2 separate regions of the Mus musculus genome follow, and region 2 is linked to region 1. A link is a contact called in public HiChIP or PLAC-seq data. All regions are on one chromosome and are shown on one strand. The core of a region is the stretch at or near the end of the contact, and the rest is flanking DNA. Distances in the headings are between cores, read along the strand shown.

What was found. HiChIP or PLAC-seq counts read pairs in DNA pulled down with a chosen protein or histone mark.
Region 2: an H3K27ac HiChIP or PLAC-seq map of microglia shows a contact between it and region 1, with 7 times the contacts expected there. The contact joins the promoter of Apbb2 here to the promoter of Rpl9 in region 1. A contact is called at or near these places in 2 of 115 datasets of contacts at active chromatin or transcription factors (microglia and pancreatic cancer cells).

Annotation. Positions count from the first base shown.
Region 1 is chr5:65,390,048-65,393,645 of GRCm38.p6, forward strand. Rpl9 (ribosomal protein L9) reads right to left here and starts at 1,384. Exons shown (of 8, transcript NM_011292.2): 1 at 1,329-1,384; 2 at 899-945; 3 at 692-807; 4 at 341-436. The coding sequence starts at 944. Lias (lipoic acid synthetase) reads left to right here and starts at 1,450. Exons shown (of 11, transcript NM_024471.5): 1 at 1,450-1,626; 2 at 2,173-2,342. The coding sequence starts at 1,582.
Region 2 is chr5:66,617,032-66,620,559 of GRCm38.p6, forward strand. Apbb2 (amyloid beta (A4) precursor protein-binding, family B, member 2) reads right to left here and starts at 1,786. Exons shown (of 17, transcript NM_001201413.1): 1 at 1,537-1,786.

The sequences.
Region 1 (3,598 bases), core at 134-2,633:
AGAAAGGATCTAGAACAGTAACTTCAGAGATGCACAAGTCAGATCTTTTTGTTTGTTTTTTTGAGACAGAGTATAACTCTGGCTGTCTTTTCTATCCATTGAGTCCCAAACATACCAGCCAGCAATCTCCACTATATGTATCTACCAACAAACAAAACCCCTGAAACAGAAGTAAAGGAGCCTGCCCAGCAAATTCCTGGGTCTGATCTGTGCTAACCCACCCCCAATATCTGAAAGTGCCTCCTTTGTAGAAGTACAGTCCATCCTGGCCCTAGACATTTATACACACCCAAGGAACCTCTTCCAAAGGGTTAAAGGGCAGAGTGGAGGGCTGACTTACCAGCGTGACACCCTTGATCATGTTCTGAACATGACTGCAGATGGTCCTGACGGTGGCCAGTTCCTTTCTGTTACCCCACCATTTGTCAACCCGGAGCTGAAACACAACAACTTTAGAATTAAAACACAGCACTTTTAGCTGGCGAGTACTAGCACGCAAAGCCATGTACAAATGCACCGTATGTCACACGCACAGGACACCAGAGGGACGACACACACACACCCAAGTTCACTCATAAAAGAACTGAGTCCGAGTAACCCACTCGGCCACGCATGGGGTGGGGGATTAACATCGGTTACCGGGTTTTGTTACAAGCAAGCACCCGAAGCATCGGAAGACACAAGTTCTTACCCTTTTCTTCTTCTTCCCAAGAAGACTCAGCTCCACGTTGATGTGATTGAAGTCCCTCCGCAGAGTCCCCCTGGGGCCCTTCACAATGACTGTGCGCCCCTTCAGAGTGATTTCGACTAAACGAGAAAGTGAACTGGTGAGACCATAGGCCGGGGTTTAGAGCATGCAGGAAAGCCGTCAGCGGCCGGCGGGGAGCCATCTACTCACCATTCTCTGGAATGTCCACAGTCTGATTGCTGAGAATGGTCTTCATCCTGAAACACAGACACCCGGGTGAGACGGCTGGGGCGGGGGACGCTCTACACCCGAGACCCGGCAGCGTTCCGCTCCCAACGGGAATCGCCAGCTACGAAAGCCGGCAACAAGGACCCAGGTGTGTCCGGGACAAGGACTGGACCGGGGGCCCCGGAGAAGAGTAAGGAAGCCCGGCTCGGTGCGCCATGGCGGAAGGGCTACGACCGAGATGGGCCTGAAAGCCCGAACGCCACTTCCAGCTCGCGCCACCAAGTCCCAAGGACGCACGTCGTGCTGGGGGACAGTCGGGACAAAGCCTTGGGGCATCGGCTCCATGCCGCCGGGGTCCCCAAACAGAGGATGGGTTCAGATTCCCGGGGCACCCGGTCCCTAAGCTCCTCACCTCGCAGTAGATGGGGCAAAGAGAGAACGTCTTTCGTCATCACGTTCTTGTAATCCGTCAGGGCCCTGCGTGTCGCGTCACGACCCGAGCGACGGCTTTAAGGCGGAACTACTCGATTGCCGAGCTAGTCGAGTCGCGCCGGTCGGCGACGACGTATCGCGTCATGACTCAAGCGACGAGTTGTTGGACGCGTCCGGTGCCGGGGGTGCTGTTCCCTCGATCCCTTGACACTCCTGAGACCTAAAAGAGGGGGATGGCTCTACGCTGCTGGGATACAGCTCGCAGCCTGGGGTCCCGGGTGAGCGGCGGGAACGCCATTGCTTATCCTAAGTTCAAAACTAGGGAAATTGTTCCAGATATCCTTTTTTTAAAAGCCCCGACAGCTGTGGCATATCTTAATTATTGCAAACTTGTTGACAACATATTTTAGTACCTGTTTTAGGAATAGAAGACATGAAAACGTGGCATGTTAAGTCACCCACTAAGGTTTTCTAACCTATATTTAGCGGTTAACTTTGATCTGCGTCCCACTTTTTTCCCCCATTTGTCATGGCTGAGCGTGCATCAGGGTCTCTGTAATCTAGGCTGGCCTGAAACTAAATTCTTAGACCAAAGACGACTCCTCACTCTGCCTCCTCTGAGAGCTGCATTACGTGTTTGAGCCGCCGTGACTTACGGTTCTTTCACCTTGAGTCTTTTTCAGGTTCTGATCTACGTAGTTTGAGCTCTTAAATCGTTTTACATAATTTCTGAATCAATTTCTTTAGCTTTGGTATTATAATGGGTTAAAACTAAATTATTTCAGAGTCTACTGAGTGAATGTTGTACTGAACCCTTTTTGTAGATATTTGGAAGATATGCGTTCACGGTTAGAGCATTAAGTTCTTTGCCAGATAAGAAAAAGGAATTTTTGCATAATGGACCAGACCTTCAAGATTTTGTATCTGGTGATCTTGCAGACAAGAGTACATGGGATGAATATAAAGGAAACTTAAAGCGCCAGAAAGGAGAAAGGTAATTGAACATTAGATTCCACTTTGACTTTGTGCATTGTTTGGTTTTGTTTGTTTGTTTGTTTGTTTTGGTTTTGATTTTTTGAGACAGGGTTTCTCTGTGTAGCCCTGGCTGTCCTGGAACTCACTCTGTAGACCAGGCTGGCCTCGAACTCAGAAATCCACCTGCCTCTGCCTCCCAAGTGCTGGGATTAAAGATGCACTGCCTGGCATTGTGCTTTTTTTTTTTTTTTTTTTTTTTTTTTTTTCTTTTTTAATCAAGCCTTGTAGGTTTTTCTGTACCCTTTGGCCATTTCTTCATCCTTTCCAAAATGACCATTTTATGCTGCCATATCCCATTTTATATCTAGCATCTAATTGAGAAAGTATAGGTTTTTCTCTTGATAGTTATTTTATTTATTTGGGTTTTTGGAGATGGTTTCCCTATGTAGCCCTAACTGCCCTAGACTTCTCTCTGTAGACCAAGCTGGCCTCAAACTCAGAGATCCATTTTCCTCTTCCTCCTGAGTGCTGCAATTAAAAGTGTGCACAACCACCACCTGGCTTACTTTATTGATTTATGCCTTCATATAGTTTTAATTGTTAATGGGTATTGATCATCTAACTTACTCTTTTGTTTGTTTGTTTGAGATGGGGACTCACTATTTGTTCTTGGCTAACCTGGAACTCTCTATGTAGGCCAGACTGGCCTCAAACTCAGAACTGAGATCCGCCTGCCTCTGCCTCCCAGGTGCTGGGATTAAAGGTGTGCACCTCCACATCCGGCTCAAACTTGTTTGCATGTAGCCTATGATTCCTTTATCTTAATTGTTTTTTAATGACGTAAGGTTGCCTGGCAGGCAGAAGGCTCTGGATGCCAGATTCCTAGCAACACAGTAAACAAATAATAACAGAAGACTGGTGTACAGCGTAGTCTTCAAAAATGCTTATCAAACAGCTTCTAGATCAGAAGTGGATAGTCAAGGAAAATCAAAGATATAGCTTGCTTTCCAAAGGGTAGGCCTGTCTTTTTTGTTGTTGTTGTTGTTGTTGTTTTCATTTCTTGGTTTCTTTTAAATCAGGGTTTCATCTATATAGTCTGGGCTAGCCTTGAAATCACTGTGTAGTTAGATTTGACCTTGAACTCCTGTTCCTCCTACAGCATCACAGATGTGAACCACTGAAACCAGCAAACGGTCTGCCTTTATTAATGACTAGAATTTAGAATGCAGGATAAATGGTGTGCAGTTGGGTTCCTTGCTTGCCCTGAGTTTACTA
Region 2 (3,528 bases), core at 536-3,035, 1.2 Mb after region 1:
TGGCAGACCTCTTGCATCTGCGACATCCCCTACCCCACCCCCACACTCCACAGATGGGACCACTCCCCACCCCAGCCACCCTTGTTCCCACCACATTTCTGCCTGCCTTGGGGGTGGGGGGGTGCCCATCCTCAGGACAAATACTATCTTCCCAAACAGATGCCATTTCTAAGATTCTGTTAAGACTCTCCAAATTCGGAGAAACCCTGAAACAAGACAAAGCCTAACTTCATAAAGAAATGCCCCCTCCCAGAGTCCTGTCTCCGCAAGGTCAGCCATAAGAATTCAGGTACTACTACCATGGCCATTTCAGGGAAGGATCTGTAGTATCATAACAAGAAAGAAAATTTAGATTTAAGGTACCAAATCCTAAAACAACAGACCAGCTGTCATAATTTATTCTGAAATCGGTAAAATGAAGAAACAAATAACAAAAAGGGCCAGCCTCACAAAGTTTATTTCTTGATATCAAAATGATATTGTTGTTATCGTTTTATGACTTTCATTTAAGACACTGAGCACAAAGCAAAGTCAGGGACAAGACTTTTTAAAACTGCTCCCTCTAAGAGCCCTCTGGGCTTCAGACACTGACCTAATTCTCTCTTCATGTGAGCCCTCTCAAATCACTCAGTCCATCCCCAAGCGATCAGAACAGTCGTGGCTGTGCAGAATCTTGCTACAAAACGGTCCCAATTCTTCATCTGATTTCTCCAGCTTTTTTTTTTCTTTATGCCCCACACTCCCTTGGCCTTTGGGGCCTGACCTCCTGTTTTCAGACCTCTCCATCAATGGAGAGACTACCTATCATTGTTTCTACGGGACTCCCGCATCCTCCCTCCGCCCAGCTAGTTTTCGTCGCACAAATGTCATTTCTGGCGTCTGAGCCACCATTCCTCCCAGGGAGCAGCAGTGGGGCGTTCGGGACCCCGATGACCGGCTTCCCTGATCCGGCCCTCGGCACACAGCCATTTTCTAGTTAAAAACGCTCTCGGCGTTGCAGAGGGGACAGGAACTTTGCCCTCTCCTCCTTTCTGCAGAGCTGGGTTCTCTGCACCCCGGGAGACGCTGGCCAGGTCTCTGAGTCTCCCGCAAGAGCGCGCCGCCCGGCAGGCAGGCCGGCCCCAGGGCAAGGGGGCGTGCGCTACCGGTCGCCCGCGCCCACCCGCACTTTGCCCTCCGCAGTCTCCGCCCGGGCACAGCCCTGCGACCCGGTGTCCTCGCCCGGCCCTGCCGAACCCCAGCTCTGGGTGGGAGTGAGGGAGTAATGGGAGTGACGGAGCGAGCCCGCAGCCAGAGCGCCGGCCCTGCAGCGCGGGCGCGGGGCGAGCGGGACTCCGCAGCGGACGCCTGCTGCAGATGCGACGGCAGCTGCTGCAGCTGGGGCTGCGGCTGGGCGACCGGCGGTGACCGCCAGAAACCGAGCAGCAGCCGCGAGGGCACAAGCAGCCAAGCTCGCCGGCTGCCCGGCACCCCCGGCGCACTCCGGGCCATCCCTCGGATCCCCGGGCTGAAGGCATGGAAGGAAGCGGGGCTCACCAGCGCTGCGCGGCGTTCGATCGGCTCCGGACCCGGCTCCCAGGTCTCGCAGTCCGCTGAGCACCCGGATCAGCTGCGGGCTGCAGCACGCGAGCTTCCTACTTAGAGCAGCACTGGCTCCGGCGACTGAGCATGCCCAGTGCGGCTCCGCGAGGCCCGCGCAGGGAGCAGCGGCAGCGAGATTCCACTTCTCCAGGCTTTGGCGGCGGCTGCGCGAGGAAAGGCTTGGAGGGGCCTGGCGGAGCCGGGCGAACCCAGCAAGGCGGGGCCGGGGGCGGAGGCCGCGGCGGAAGGGGGCGGGCCGCGCTCCCAGGGCGACCCCTGCAGGTGGAGGCGGCCGAGCTGCGGCACAGCAGGGAGGCAAGGGGCGCCAGGGTGACACCCAGAGGCTGGGGGTTGCGGGGCAGCCCGGGTATCCCCTCCAGGTGGCCTAGCGTCTGTCTGCACCAAAAGGCAGTTTGGGAAACTCTTCTCTCACGCGTCTGCGTTCCTGTAGAATGGAAAAATACCCCAAGATGAGAGCTGTCCACAGCCTTCCAGGCTAACTGAATGTTAAAAGGTGAAACTTTCTCCTGCCTTCTGCCTCCTTCATCCCCCATGGCTAGACATATGCCACACAGGAACATTCCTGCCCTGGAAAATCACAGCGAGATAACGCCATGCAAGAAATATGCCTGCGAACAAGGAAAAGCATTATCTACTTGCTACCTGTTCGTTAGGCATTAAGTGGATTTACTGCAGGCACCTGGAAGTCCTTGATTTGTTTCTCCATCAAGCCAAGGGGTGTTAAACTGATGCCTAAGTCAGACTCATCTGGGAAGGTTGCTGAAGCAGCATGCTAGGCGCGTTTCCAGGGGTTGGATGAGTCGTTGTGCCGTGCTGCACAAGCGCCTGTAAGTATCAAATCCCAGGTACTGATGCGGTTGCCATCCGAGGACTAGTCATGGGGACTCTGCTATACACAGACCATGCTACCTACCATCTCCTCTAGAAAGGTAATTCTGAAAATAATTATAACTACTAAGTAATGGCTCTTTGACAACGCACTCCTCAATCAGATAATAAACTCAGACTCATCCTCCCTACAGTGAAGATGGGCATTATTCCTTTTTTTCTTCACACAGCATGAGTTTATTGAGGTTCCACAAGATCCCCTTACTAAGACCTGTAAGCAAATCGCAGCCCCTGCCTTCATGTTTACAGCCCAGCAGTAACTGACGTCCATTGAATAGTTTCTATGAAATGCCATTTCTGCCATCTCCATACACAAGGTGTTGACATGTAAAAGTGTTGGGTTATCAGGAATGGAGAGAACGCCGTGTGTTGGTGGTCTCTTGTAATCTATAGCCTCTTCTATAATCAATATTTCCCTCAGACTCCGCGGAAGGCCAATAGTACTGCTACAGAAAAATCTCCATAAATCTATGCAGGTTCACTCTTGGAACTGAACCTCTGCATCCCAAGACTGGCCCAACGAATCCTGCGAACCATGAAGAGTCAAAAACCAGGGTTCAAATGCCAACTTGGGAAAAGCAAACTGTAGAGGGCCTTGAGACACAGGCTACTGTGTCCTTCAAGCCCAGACAGAGGAGGAAATGAACCCAAGCCCACCCTGCGAATCCTTCATCGCGGCGATCTCAGCAGGCTACCACACCAACTTGCACCTTGATCTCCCAGCCCGCCAACGTCCAGAGCCTACCCTACCACCCGATTCTCCCGGGCTCCCGGGTCGAACCGCGCCTGCCCCCTCCAGGCGGTCTACTCGGACGCGCAGGAAAACCCGCGCTGGAGTCAGCCGCGGCGGCGGGGCGGGGCGCGCAGGCGCGGTGGGCTCCAGGTTGGGCGGAGGAGGCGCCCTGCTCCACACCTGATGCAATCACCCTTCCGGAAACCGGCAGGGTCTCCAGGATCACCGCGGAAACGCTTCCTTGCCTGCTCCCGCCTCTGCGTCCCAGCCCGGTCGCCTGCTTCCTAGGCTCATTCCCTTGGCGG